2 separate regions of the Hordeum vulgare genome follow, and region 1 is linked to region 2. A link is a contact called in public Hi-C data. All regions are on one chromosome and are shown on one strand. Each heading gives the region's core, a stretch centred on a gene start, on an enhancer-like site or on the middle of the called end of the contact. The rest is flanking DNA. Distances are from core to core; before and after follow the strand shown. Region 1 holds the start of LOC123395810 (protein PLASTID REDOX INSENSITIVE 2, chloroplastic). Region 2 has its middle 41 kb from the start of LOC123396806.

Region 1 (6,660 bases), core at 2,222-4,721, 520 kb before region 2:
TTCCATGATGAATTATGAATTGATCGAAAGCTTCTATATAAAGCAAGTTTTTTTCTTCCTATTTTTTTTTGGAAGCAAGGAGTTTCAGACCCAATTCTGATAGAATGTAAAAGGACGTCGATTCTCAAGATTTTTGTGAGAATCCAACAAAAGAACCGGGCCTCATTCTTTCTGTTCAAAGAAAAACTGCGATATACACAGGGGCCAAATCGAGAAAGTAGCACAGCTCTGCCCTTTGGCCCTTCTCCAATCTCTCTCCACCTTCGCCATTCTCCTCGAGCTGCCGTGTGCCCCCCCCCCCCCCCCCCCCCTCTCTCCCCCCTGCGCCCCCGCCATGGCTCAGCACGGCTTCCTCTCCTCCCTCCGCTCCCACCTCCGATCCCCGCCGCCGCCGACCCACATCCAGCCCCGCCGCGGGTACCACGTCGAGCTCGGCGCACGCGAAAAAGCGGTCAGCCCTCTCCTCCCCCCTACAGTTCTCTTTTCGCTCCGTCGATTCGATCGCTAGATCGTATGCGGTTACCCTTCCACGCCGCGGTTCCTCTGTCCGGAGGCGCAGATCGCGCCTGTCGTTCTGATCCGCGCGCAACCACGAAACGCATGGATTCGATCTGATTTGGTACTGGCGAGATGTTGTGATTACCGGTTAGGGAATTTTTCTTGCTATGCGTTATGGGTGATAGTATTCAGCTTCATTCAGAGTGATTGGCGTAAAGGTCAGGTGCGGTGTGGGGACTGGATTTTTCTAGTTAGGTTTACGAACTGCAGTGGTCGTACTTAATGATGGTGCTTATCATGATCCTGATAAGAGATCTGTAACTGACGTTTATGCATACTAGCTGCACACTGTGTGCTGTAATGCACAGGCAAGATATACAAATATGTGCCTTATGTCTAGTTGAATGATGCAGTAGTCATCTTGTCCTGCATATCCTTGTTCGCACAGAGGGGCATCATATATCCTCAGAATAGATCAGCGTAACGCCGTTGTTTGCTGATCTTCAGTGTTTTGTATCGCTGCCATGGTGTTTTGTTACCGTAGTTTAGTGTTTCTGACATTTTTGGTACTAGAGGTTTCATATAAGCATCTTATTTCTTTGTTGCAAACTGCCCTTTAGGTAAAGGCTAGTTGTACAAGCAAGACTCCATGCAGTTACTGTTATTAGATTCTATACTACTCCATCTGTCCCAAAATAAGTGTCGTTGGTCTAGTACAAAATTTGTACTAATTTAGTGTTAAGTTTGCGACACTTATTTTGGGACGGAGGGAGTACAAGTCAACAGCAACTTGCGAAGTGGTGTTTAGTTTATTACTTTTACTTTGTGCTAGTTTCTTGTTAGCATGGTTTTGACTCTTCATCACTTGCAGCTTTTAGAGGAAGATGTTGCTTTGAAGAGGTTCAAATCATACAAGAACAGTGTGAAACGGGTCTCGAAAATCGGGAATGTTCTCACTCTCGTTGTCTTTGCTGGTATGTTATCATACTTTTGGATCTTTAAGACCACTTCTTATTCTTGTGTATTAGGCTTCTCTCTTTAAGGATTGTACTGTGCAATAATTAATGATCCAGTTTGTAATTGGATGTTGACCACCTGTGTAATGTTATATGCCTGTTATCATGTTAGTTCTGTCCTCATTTTATGATATAGGCATTTAGTTGACGTGGGTAGTATCTCTCTACTTTCTAAACTAAATTTGTAGTTGGGTTCGATAATGTAGGGCAAATGGTAGTATGCTTCATTGGTTAGTTTTGTAGCACCACAGATATAGTCTGTGCTGTTGCACATGTAGCTATTTTTTCTAGTGTAGTAAAGTCGGCAACTCCATATGGTAGCTATTTTTTCTATATGAATTCTGGCAACCCATCCCTCTGTTATTCATTACACTCTAGCTTATTTTCTGGCTGCAGTACTTCTACTGACCATGGAATGTATTGTACTCGTATATCATTATTTTCTTGAGTGCTGAGAAAATAACTAATAACTTGAAGTCTATTTGTTTGGGTTTGATGATGTATTCTTGTAACTAACAATTGCTATGGAACTTTGAATATGTATTCTTGTAAAATGGATGTATCCAAATACCAAAACGTGACTAGATACATTCATACCTAGACAAATCTAAGACAAGAATTTTGGGACGGAGGGAGTATATCATTATTTTCTTGAGTGCTGAGTTGCCATTTGAAAATAACTCATAACTTGAAGTCTATTTGTTTCGGTTTGACAATGTATTCTTGTAACTAACAATTGCTATGGAACTTTGAAGATGATGTGCTTTTTTTAAGACACATTTTCCTTGTATCTCTGGTTCTATGTATTGCTGTTAGCCGCCCTGGCATGGCCGTAGTAACTGACCATGTGAAAAGGAAAGTTACTTATTCATCTCACCAATTTTCAGGGCATGCTTTGTCTTGAAGTGTGCAGTAGGTCTGAATACAGTTGTCTTTTTCATACCGGCAGACTGCACATAATCCTTGAAGTTTAGAAACATGTTCTTCATTACGGTAGGCAGTAGGTTTGAAACTGAATCTCTCAACCTCTGAAGAGAAATCTTGTGTAGCACACAATGCTATCCCCCCTTAAACATGTATAAGACAACCTAAAATGTCTTATATATGTTTACAGAGGCATGTAGTACTTAGTTGACCTTTTCCGGCATCGAACAAATATTGAAATATGTGCTTTATTTCATCGGCCTTGTAGATTGTGGTGGCACCTGTTGTTGCATCTGATTATGGGTGATCTACTTGACAGTTACACTGACTGCTGTTTGTTTTGTTTTGTTCGGCAGCCTGCAGCTATGAGATCGTTGCACTGGCAACAAGCACCCAATGAAGGAAAGCGCAGTCGGTGTGAGCCCCTTAGATCTGCCAGAAAGTGATTCATCTCATAAACTGGCATTTTACCAGCACTCTTTTGAGCCTCCTGTCGATCTTATGTCATGTAAAATAAAGCAAACTAGGTTGACCTTATTTGGGAGTCGCTTTCTATTTTCAATGCCTACTTGTTGCACAAATGGAAGGTTTCATTTCTTCGAGGAGTTTCAATAAATTGTCGACCTCGGATCTTTGATGGTGCCCCTTGATGTCTGCTGTTTTATGTCATCTGGGGTCTGTCCGTTTGTGCGTCTGAGCAGCAGCGATGAGAGTAAATTGCTCTACATGCTATAATTAGATTCACTGTGTGATATATCTAGAGTGCGATATTTGAACTGGATGGTAAATTGCGAGTTTTGTGGGGAAGGGTAACCAAAATTTCTGCTTGGATCAGCACATAATAACTTGAACTCAAGCTGCTTGAACACAAGCATCAGGCAATTAAATTTGTTATATACGTGAAAGGTTAGCGTTAAGCGTGTTACTCCATCCCCTCCCAAATCCTAGCCTTCCCTCCTCGAATCGGGCGGCTGCGCGGCGCCCCCAGCCGAAAATCCCACACAAGTAAAGGCTCTGCCCAGTCGGAAATTTGGAAACCAAGTCCGTCTGGAACCGATAAGGAGAGAGGAGGAGGAGACGACCGTAAAACCCCGGAGGCGAGCGGCGATGGCGACGAGGGTGTGGGCGGCGTCGGCGGCCTTGAACCCCATTATCCTCCCCATCTCATCTTCCCCACGTCCGAGCAAGCCCGCCCCCTCCACGCGGCCGAGCGGGCACCTCCGCCTGCGCAGCCGCCCGCCGGGGCCGGCCAGGGTCGTGCGCCGCCGCGCCAAGAACGCCGCCTTCGAGGACTACAAATTCCCGGACCCCATCCCCGAGTTCGCCGAGCAGGTCAGCGACACCCTGCCTCCCTTCCCCCCCTGCATCTTCTTCTCGGGACGCCGCTCCCGTTTCCTTCTCTTGTATTGTGTGTGACCGATTTCGTGCGGCGTCTCCTCTGTTGTCTCCCAACAGGAGACGAGCAAATTCAGGGAGCACATGACGTGGCGGCTGGAGCAGAAGAAGGAGGACTACTTCGGGGAGCACGTGGAGGACATCGTCGACGTCTGCACCGAGGCACGTTCCCCAGCATCCACGGTTAACTTGCTCTCGTTCTGCTACTAGCATTTCGGCATTCTTGGGTGGGTGGTATACGCAGTTTTTGCTGTAACTGCCTGCGTTCATCAGAGCTTATGTCGGAGGGTTCTTAGATTGAAGCGTGATTTAGGTTAGGAATTTGGTATTGCGTCAATGATGGCCTGAGAAAGTGTAGACCAGATAGAATTGACACTGATAAAACATCTGTGGTCTGGAAATTAATGCGCAGAGCTGATGCCAAGAACTAGCCGGGGAGTGAACATTTAGAGAATCATTGTCTCTGTTCTTAAGAAGCTAAACCTTTGCATGATGGTTCAAATAGACGCTTGCATTCATTGTTAGAGACCAGCAAAGTAGCTCAAATACCCAAAGTTCGTAAGTGTTGGTACGAAGCATCTTTATCTTCAGATAGTAATGTTACAATTGGTTGGGAGTAGAAACTGCAGGTCCAGAGCACCTTGCAATGTATGCAAAGTAAACATGAGGACGGCCGTTGTCCATTAGTCTTGTCAGTTGTCAGTTTGTCATCAGTTAGTTACAACTCGCAGCCTCGCTTAGCTCTCTCACTGTATGTTCACATGCTATTATTTCTGCCAATCTTCTGTTTAGCATAAGTTAGGCTTACAATTACAAGGACCTTCAAGTCAAGCCTGTCACACTGATGCAGTTGCTTATGCAGGCGACAGTTCAATGTTAGATATGATAGCACCGCACTACGTTTTCAGCTAGACAGCTAGTCCGATAGACGAAATCTCTGAGACGTGATTCTGATTTCCAGGTCTTGGGCACGTTCTTGCAACATGAGTACTGCGGACCCGGGACGCTCCTGGTTCACCCGTTCCTGGACATGAAGGGCGAGATCAAAGAGAGGGGCCTCCCCGGCGCGCCTCAGGCGGCTCGCGCCGCCATCGCGTGGGCTGAGAAGAACATCGACAAGGACTGGAAGGAGTGGACCGGAGATTATTAGCGCTGATTTGATTTCCTTTGTCACTCTTGTGTCTCTGTTGTGGCAGCTGTTTGTTGTACCTGTAGTAGCTTCGATGTTTGAGTGGAGACTTGAATCCTGATAGATTCTAGACTAGCCGCGTTAGTCCGATGCCGAGCCCGTTAAACGCATGAAGTTGATTTCACTTTTGCTCTGAACTTGATGAAGGCCGGCCCGATCCTGATCCGTTTCTTCTCTGAATCATGATCAACGTGTCTTGGGTGTCCTCTGAATCTCTGATGATGGTTGGCACCTGGCACTGACAGTAGTTGCTTGAAAAAAGTTTCGCTAGTTTTTTGCCACGTGTGGCAGGAATACTTGCTTTGCCTTCACCATTGCCACTGTAAGTCAGCAGTAGTAGTATAGCGGATGGAAGACCGTCGGCACGCCGCGCCACTTGAGAACCCGTGTAAGTGTGTCCATCCATTCATCTTGTTGGTCGAACTCCTTTAGAGATGTGCATTGCAACGGGAGAAAAACAATTATAATCTTCAATGATGCTGATCATATTATATCTTTAAAATTTTAGGACATTTTTTGAAATGCATGAACATTTTTTGAATTAGCAAACATTTTTTACAATTGCACTCAAAAAATAACACACAAACTTTTTTTCAAAATCATGGACTTTTATTGTTTTCACCAACATTGTTCACAAAATTATGAACATTTTTTTGAATATGCGAATAATTTTACAAAAATCCTGAGCATTTTTTGAATTCACAAACATTTTATATTTTCTTCAAACTTTTATTTCAAAATTCCCAGTTTTATAAATTGCAAAAGTTTTTCAAAGCTCTAAATTATTTAAACTAAAAAATGGAATAGAAAAATATAAATAAAAAATGAGACTAAAAACAGAGGCACGAACTGTTTTTAGATTTTTACACGGATTTTTGTTTAAAATCGTTGAATTTTTTATTTTATGGACATTTTCTCAAAGTTTAAACTTTTTTTATATGCAAACATTTTTCAAAACTCGTGAGTAGTTTTTGAATTCTAAAAAAAATATGTTTTTTTGAATATTTTATTTCGAAATTCTCAGTTTCTTAAAATTGAGAAAAGTTGTTTGAAGTTCTAAATTATTTAAAGTAGAAAAACAAAATGGAACTGAAAAGAAAAATAAAAAACTAAACTAAAAAAACAGGCGCCCACGCATGGGCCGGCCCAAACAGGTGTGCTTCATCTTTTTCCAACGCCGAGAGCGTAATATAGGAGGTACCTACATGGGCCGGCCAGTCCGGAGATTTTCCTGTTTGAAATGTTTTTATGACTTGTAAGTGGCATTGATGGGTAATTTTAGTCAACTTTAAGGGCAATTTGGATGACGTACGTTAGAAGCACTATTTGCTTTATTAGTAGGTAAGATCGTCGGTGACACATCCGCTAGAAGTTGAGGGGTATGATGTGGTGGAGACTGGAGAGGTTGTGGTGTTTCTGTTGCACTGCCGCTGCTCCGCCCTCATCTTTTCATCGCCGCCGCTGATGTGATTTCTTTGTTTTTTCTACCAACCAGGAATCTAAAAGATAGCCTGTGAGAGAGCATCTTCTGGAGGAATTTTTTATAGAGAGGAGTTGGGAAGGGGCGGGTGCTTAGAAAATGCCTCAATGTAGGTAAAACAAAGCAACATGGCCTAGATCCAAGTAACCTTGTCATAG
Region 2 (7,254 bases), core at 2,650-5,149:
TGCGAGCTTCGTGATCGAGGATTTCTATGCGGCTTGTGGTAATTTGTGATGGACTAGTTGGAGCACCCCTGCAGGGTTAAATCTTTTCGGAAAGCCGTGCCCGCGGTTATGTGACAACGTGGAAACTTTGTTTAACACTGGTTCTAGATAACTTGAAGTTAACTTAATTAAAATATGCCAACTGGGTGCCTAATCGTGACTGTCTCTTTCTTGAGTTCCTTCTCCGATCGAGGACACGGTGGGGTTATGGTTGACGTAAGTAGGTGTTCAGGATCATTCATTTGATCATATGTAGTTCACGTCCGTTATGCGTAGATCATCCCCCTCCTTATTCTTTTACTCGTAAGTTAGCCACTAAATAACTGCTAGTCGCTTGCTGCAACCTCTCCACTTAACCATACCTCACCCATTAAGCTTTGCTAGTCTTGGCACCTTTGGAAATGAGATTGTTGAGTCCCCTGTGGCTCACAGATTACTACAACACCAGTTGCAGGTACAGGTAAAGGTTACTTGACGCGAGCGCGTTTATTGTTCATTTGGAGTTGCTTCTTCTTCTTCTTCTTCTTCATCGATCTAGGATGGGTTCGAGGCCGGCAGCTTGGGATAGCACGGATGGACGTCGTTCTTCTTTTCTTGTTTCTTTTCGTTCGTAGTCGGACCCTGCTCTTCTTCGTGATATTTATGTATTGTACGGTTGTGACTCTTATGTTGCTTGTGGCGAGTGTAAGCCAATTCTATGTATCTCATCTTTTCAGTACATGTACTTGTAACGATATCCATTCTTGCGAAACGACGAGATGCGCTTCTATCCCTGACGAGGTCCTCGTGCCAAATTGAGGATAGGATCGCATCTTGGGCGTTACAGCTGGTAATGTTGGGGAACGTCACATGGGAAACAAAAATTTGCTACGCTCACCAAGATCAATCTATGGAGACTAACATCTATGAGAGGGGAAGTTGTATCTACATACCCTTGTAGATCGCTAAGCGGAAGCGTATATAGCACGGTTGATGTAGTCGAACGTCTCCGCCATCCAAATCGCAATTTTTTCTGCGATCCCATCACGATCCATCCCGATCTAGCACCGAACAGACGACACCTCTGATTTCAGCACACTTACGGCTCGATGACGTCCTTGACTTCTTGATCCAGCAAGAGGGGCAAATAGCAGATGAGTTCCGGCAGCACGACGACGTGGTGCCGGTGGTGGTGAAACTATTTCCGCAGGGCTTCGCAAGCACAACGAAAACTATGATGGAGGATGCTTGGGGAAATATTGATGTGTTCCGGGTGCTATCCCTGGCCCTCTATTTATATGTTGAGCCGAGGGATCATTTCTTGGAGAAAGAGCCTCCTCAAAGTCGGTTTGGCACGCAGGGCAAGAGTCCTCCTCGGACTCCAGGACCATATGCCAGGGTCCTTGGTATCTAGCCCCAGACGTCAGGGTCCCTGGCGTCTGGTCCTGGCCTTCGCAAAACTCTTTTTGCATCTTCCTAAAGCCTCGTGGGCTTTACCCCTTGGCCCAAATAAAGTGTTCTCGTACCCAAACATTTCGGGAAACATATGAAACCCCTTCCAGTGAATTCCGAAAGCCTTCCGGAGACCAAACACTATTATCCCCATATTTCAAGCTTTACCTCCGGACTGTTCTGGAGCTCCTCGTCATGTCCGTGATTTCATCCGAAACTCCGAACAACCTTCGGTCACCAACATAACAACTCAACTATACTTATATCGTCACCGAACCTTAAGTGTGCAGACCCTGCGGGTTCGAGAACTATGCTGACATGATAGAGACACTCTTTGGTCAATAACCAATATCGGGACCTGAATGCCCATATTGGTTCCTACATATTGTACGAAGATCTTTATCGGTCAAACCTCGATGTCAAGGATTCCATCAATCCCATATTCTATTCCCCTTTGTCCATCGATATGTTACATGCCCGAGATTCGATCGTCGGTATCTCCATACCTAGTTCAATCTTGTTACCGGTAAGTCACTTTACTCGTTTTGTAATACAAGATCCCGTGACTAATTTCTTACTCACATTGCTTGCAAGCTTCTTGTGATTTTGTATTACCGGATGGGTCCTAGAGATATCTCTCCGTCATACAGAGTGACAAACCCTAGTCTCGATTCACGGAAACCCAACAGACACCTTCGAAGATACCTGTAGAGCACCTTTATAGTCATCCGGTTACGTTGTGACGCTTGATACACACAAGGCATTCCTCCGGTGTCCGGGAGTTGCATGATCTCATGGTTATAGAAATAGATACTTGACATGCAGAAAACAGTAGCAATAAACTGACACGATCACATGCTACGTTCATAGTTTTGGTCTTGCCCATCACATCATTCTCCTAATGATGTGATCCCGTTATCAAATGACAACTCATGTCTATGGACAGGAAACCTTGACCATGTTTGATCAACGAGCTAGTCCATTAGTGGCTCACTAGGGTTAGTGTGTTGTTTATGTATCCACACATGTATTTGAGTTTCCAATCAATACAATTATAGCATGGATAATAAATGATTATCATAAACAAAGAAATATAATAATAACTAAATTATTATTGCCTCCAGGGCATATTTCCAACAGGTAATCCATTGCTTCCGCACAACCGGTGCTTGGATCCGGCGTTGTTGCCTCACCCGAGGCGGTGCGATTCGTCTGGCGTCCGAACATCGTGACGGAAGCGCAACCCCTTCGTTGGCGCACCGAGCACGAAGCATGGCTGACCTCGGACGATGTCATGACGCGGCAATGCCCGCCGGATGAGGCAGCGGGCACATGATGCAGTGGAGGCCCTCGCGACGACGGATATTGGAGAGGTGGAGTCACACTCTCTGGCGCCCCGTATGTTGCACGGGTGCGGGCACCACAACCGCGTCATGATAGAAGTCGACTCCTCCGATGAAGGATCCGTCATCGACCTCACGTTGTTTGGTATCGTCCGAGCTACGGGCTCCAACGAGAAATAATAGGGCGTGGGAGATGGCGGGAGCTCGACTCCCGTGGACCGGCTAGTGTCCCATGTCCTACTATATCGCGTCGATGACCGGACCGACAGAATGAGGGGCGCGTCCAACCGTCGGACATGGTCATGCCGGACAAGCTCCGCTTAGTATTAGGTTTACGTTACATGTTAGTATGAATTTGAGATATCCAAATATATAATGCATTATTTGAGTTGTGGGCGCGTTCGTGATCGTTTGAGAGACCGAGTTTAAGAGTTTGGGTTGTAGATGCTTCGAATTTGACAATTTGTAGGTGAAGTATACCACGGCACTCGGCCCGGATTTAAAAGTCCGGCATAGATGAAGCATACCACGGCTACTACAAAACGTCCGGAGGAAGGATGACATTTGCTCCCCCGCGTAGAGACGCGAGCACCGAGTACCGTCGCGCGTGCGTCCCAATACGCAGCAGCACATCCCCCCGTATCTCCATCAGAACCAATCATGACACGGAAACCACCTACACAGAGGAGAGGGGTGGGAGATACGCACCACGATGCTACACACGACACTCGCGCACAAGCCAAAGGGTCTCCGTCTCGATCATCAGGGCGTCACCATCACTCGGGGTCGGAGACGCACGGCGAGCCAGCAGCGTCGCGCCGGAATCCCATGCCCACGACCACGACGCCACCCCGCTTTGGTTGTCCTTCCTTTCTCCTTTCCTTTCCGACCCTTTGGCCGCCACCAGAGATTAAAGGGACAGATGCAGGTCATCGTAATTTTTCTTTTTGAAACGGAGGTCATCGTAATAATGGCATGCAGCGCACGCTAACTAATCATCCGGCTGATGATGGGCCGGCCCCGTGCACAGGAAAGCCGGGCAAATCTTGGCCGCGCGCGCACTAGGAGATCTGGAGATGAGATGAGACGTGAGGAGGCGTAATTCGCGCGACGGACAGACAGGCTCAGACTCAGATCCCCGTGCAGTACTCTGCGGTGCCGCATCTGCTTTGTTGCCGCGACGAGATGAGGATGCGTGCGCTGTAGCCTCGGCCTGTAGCGGCCGACTGCTACGAAAGACGAAACACTAGTGGATGTGGCAATGGCATGGCAGCTGCCAGCGTGCGCTGCCCCGGGAAAGCGCGACAGGCTGCGTCGCCAGGTAGTGTGTGTGTGTGTGTGTGTAATCTTGACCCGCTAGACTAGAGTGCATCGCAGTCCCTACGTGCTACCACTCCACCGCCCACTGCGCTACCTAACTCGTGGACGTTTTTTTTTTTTCCTTTTGAGACAACTCGTGGACGGGTTATCGCACTTGTTCCTAGTACACTAGGATTTTTTTGTGTGTGTTTTGTACAGTTACGAAAAAAGCCCAGCTGGTTCGGCCCGAACGGAAATTGCTGGGTTGCTTCTGCAAGGTTTTAGCCTTTGAGATATGGGCTCCCGAGGAATTTCAGCCCAGGATGGCTTAGGGAGAGGAAAAGCGGCGGCGCGAATGTTTCGCCACTTCCCTCAGTTTCCCTCTCGTTTCTTCCGCCACCGCCCACCGAGATCGGAAAAGAAAAAAAAACTCGATTCCCCTCCGCCCTCGCCGTCTCGTCCGAGGTCCAGGGAGAAGCAAGCCGCGGCGGAGGGATAATACATACTCCGAGGTCCCGTTGCATCCGATCGGCGCGGGTGCCCTGGGATTGCGAGCATCGGTACGCTCTTCTTAGTTTTCTTTTTCTTGCTAGAAGATTACGCGCCGCTACTTCTTATTTCTCCCCCTTCGTCGGATCGCACTTCTGGTTTCTCCCTTGGATCGTTCCTGTCGAGGAATGCGATGCGGTTGGGGAAAAATAAATGCGCTGATCCGTTTGGTTTCGCTTGGTGTGCAGGTATGGATCAGGAGTGTGATGGTAATGTTCTACGCTATAACATACGGGTTGAAGCAAGTACAGTAGATGACATGTTCCTGTAGCACGTGTTCACCAAATATGTCTGTCGAAGTAAACATCTCCGTCTGCTTGAACACTGTTGGTAGCTACTGTGCTCTGCAAGATTGTGATTAGTGTCTGTCGCCCTACGGTTCCGATGTCGCCCGTCTGCTTCCCTCATGAATCTGATGTGTTCAAGTCCCCTGCACCAACCAATTCTATCAGTGTTGCGCCGCTCATGGAAAAGTAATCTTGTGCCGCATTTGGTTTGATGCCTTGTTCCATGTTTTCGTTAGATATGTGATGTGTCTGTCTGTTCAGTCACCTTCTCTTTGCAACATTTCTGTCCAATTACACTAGGACAAGTTTCAGGTGGAAACATGTTTTACCCAAGTGACTCCATTACTCACAGCTTCTGCCTTTCTTGATGCGTAGGCATAGAAGATGAGCCTGGCAATTCCAACGTCATGGATGAACAAGAGGAAAGCACGGGCAGCGCCCCTGTCCCAGTGTTCTCGGGTCGAAAGCTGAAAAGGCTCAGGTCCAAAGTATGGGATGACTTCACACCCATCTACATCGACGGTAAGCTCGCGAGGGCCGAGTGCATGCACTGCCACCAGGTCTTAAGCAGCGGCACCGGCAACCTGCAGAAGCACCAGGCCAAGTGCACCCCTGGTGCCCAGAAGAGGCCAATGCAACAGAAGCCCCCGTTCTTGTCAACCGGCCAAAATAAATCATCAGACACAGCAAAGGTATTGCCCCAGAAGAAGGCTCCTGTCCTGCTTCACATTCTTCTTGCCGATACGAATGAGGAAGGTCAGAAGGTTGGTCAGAATTTGTCTCACGGGGAACTTGCGACACATGAGCGGAAGAATCTTGCTTCATGTGATACTCCCACTGACAAAGATCGAAAGAATCAGTCGCATGAGGAACTTACAGTGCCTGACCAGGAAATTCCCACTGACATGAACCAGAGGGATCCGGAGGTTGGTCAGATTGAGCCCCATGAGGAACTTGTCAGGATATTTTCTGTGCACGGGTACCCGCCATCGATAAAGATCCATGATAGATTCACTAAGTTTGTTGCTAGCTTGAATCCTATGGTCAAGATGCCGGCCAAAGTTGACATGTACAGGTACTCGAAGGAACTGTTCGACAAAGAAAAGACCAAGCTGAAGGAAAAGTTGGCAGCTTTGCGCAGTCGGGTCTGCTTGAGTGCTTATGTGTGGCACTATGATCTGACCTCAGCGTTCCTGTGCTTGAGTGTTCATTACATTGATGATGAATGGGAGAAGCAGTCTCATATCATCAGGTTTCATTCGGTTGATCCTTCCTGCAGTGCAAAACAATTGAGCCAGGATATACTGTATTCTATTGGAAATTGGGGTCTTCGTTACAAGGTTTTCAGCATTACACTGGACGAGGCATTTCTGGATGATTCAGTTGCTTCAGATCTCAAAGCCAGTCTCCAAGAATGGAACCTTCTCTCGTCTATGTCTGCAAATCGTAATTCATCTATGTCTGCAAACCATACATCATCTATGTCTGCAAACCATAGCATTTTTGTGATACGGTGTCCAACTCATCTACTTAATCAGGTCATACATGTGGGGATGGATGAACTTCACAAAACCATGGAGAAATCCACAAAGTGTTCTAAGTATACAAAGGGCCACATCCCTTCAGCAGTGCGGTTTCTGAACTGCGGATATGCACCTTCACCTAAAGACTGGAGCAACGCACAAAGGATGTGTAAGATATTGCAAAGGTTGCGTATATGCATGGATGAGATGAACACTTGTGATGGCCCAGCTGATCTCCTTGACCGGTTATGGGATGCAAAGAGAGTTCTGCATCCAGAAGATAGTTTCTATGGAGACAAAACAGTTTCGAAAGAGCTAAAGAAGATGCAACAGAAGTTCACAGAATACTGGAATCTCTATTGCTTAAATATCTGTTTACCTGTGATCATGGATCCTTCAAAGCGTCTGGGATGCATCAAGTCTTGTCTTCGTCCTAAGTTGTACGATTATTGTTTGAGGCACGAATTGGACAAGGATATAGAAGAATATTTTCAAGAAGTGCATGATATGTTGATCAACCTCTTCTATGAATATTCTGATCAGGTGAGAGACACTAGCTGCACATCTGGGCCTAAAACAGGCAGGAACATTGTTGTGAAGGGGGATGATACGCTGATGCAATATTACCATCATATTACCTATCCACTTAGCGAGTGTCCAATGACAGAACTTGATCAGTACTTGCAAGAGCCAGGTCCCTGCACGGCTGAGCAAACCGTTCTACAATGGTGGAAGGAACATAGCCTGACCTACCCCACAATTGCTCGGATGGCACGTGATATA

Evidence for each region. Hi-C and Micro-C count contacts between places; a contact is called where the count stands out from the background.
Region 1: a contact with region 2 is called in a Hi-C map of seedling, with 3 times the contacts expected there. The contact joins the promoter of LOC123395810 here to the enhancer-like site in region 2. A contact is called at or near these places in 1 of 6 Hi-C or Micro-C datasets (seedling) and 1 of 1 datasets of contacts at active chromatin or transcription factors (embryo).

Annotation. Positions count from the first base shown.
Region 1 is chr5H:417,237,989-417,244,648 of MorexV3_pseudomolecules_assembly, reverse strand. LOC123395810 (protein PLASTID REDOX INSENSITIVE 2, chloroplastic) reads left to right here and starts at 3,471. Exons shown (of 3, transcript XM_045090845.1): 1 at 3,471-3,770; 2 at 3,894-3,995; 3 at 4,795-5,159. The coding sequence starts at 3,546. The coding sequence ends at 4,983. It overlaps LOC123395811 (succinate dehydrogenase subunit 7, mitochondrial-like), which reads left to right and starts at 242. Exons shown (of 3, transcript XM_045090846.1): 1 at 242-451; 2 at 1,370-1,472; 3 at 2,795-3,070. The coding sequence starts at 335. The coding sequence ends at 2,838.
Region 2 is chr5H:416,716,431-416,723,684 of MorexV3_pseudomolecules_assembly, reverse strand. No RefSeq gene overlaps it. Among protein-coding and RNA genes, the nearest start is that of LOC123396806, 41 kb to the right of the region's middle. Within about 2 kb of position 3,899, at least 3 of the 3 cell types and tissues checked have open chromatin away from gene starts, as enhancers often do. A contact at or near this core is called in seedling, where this site is marked.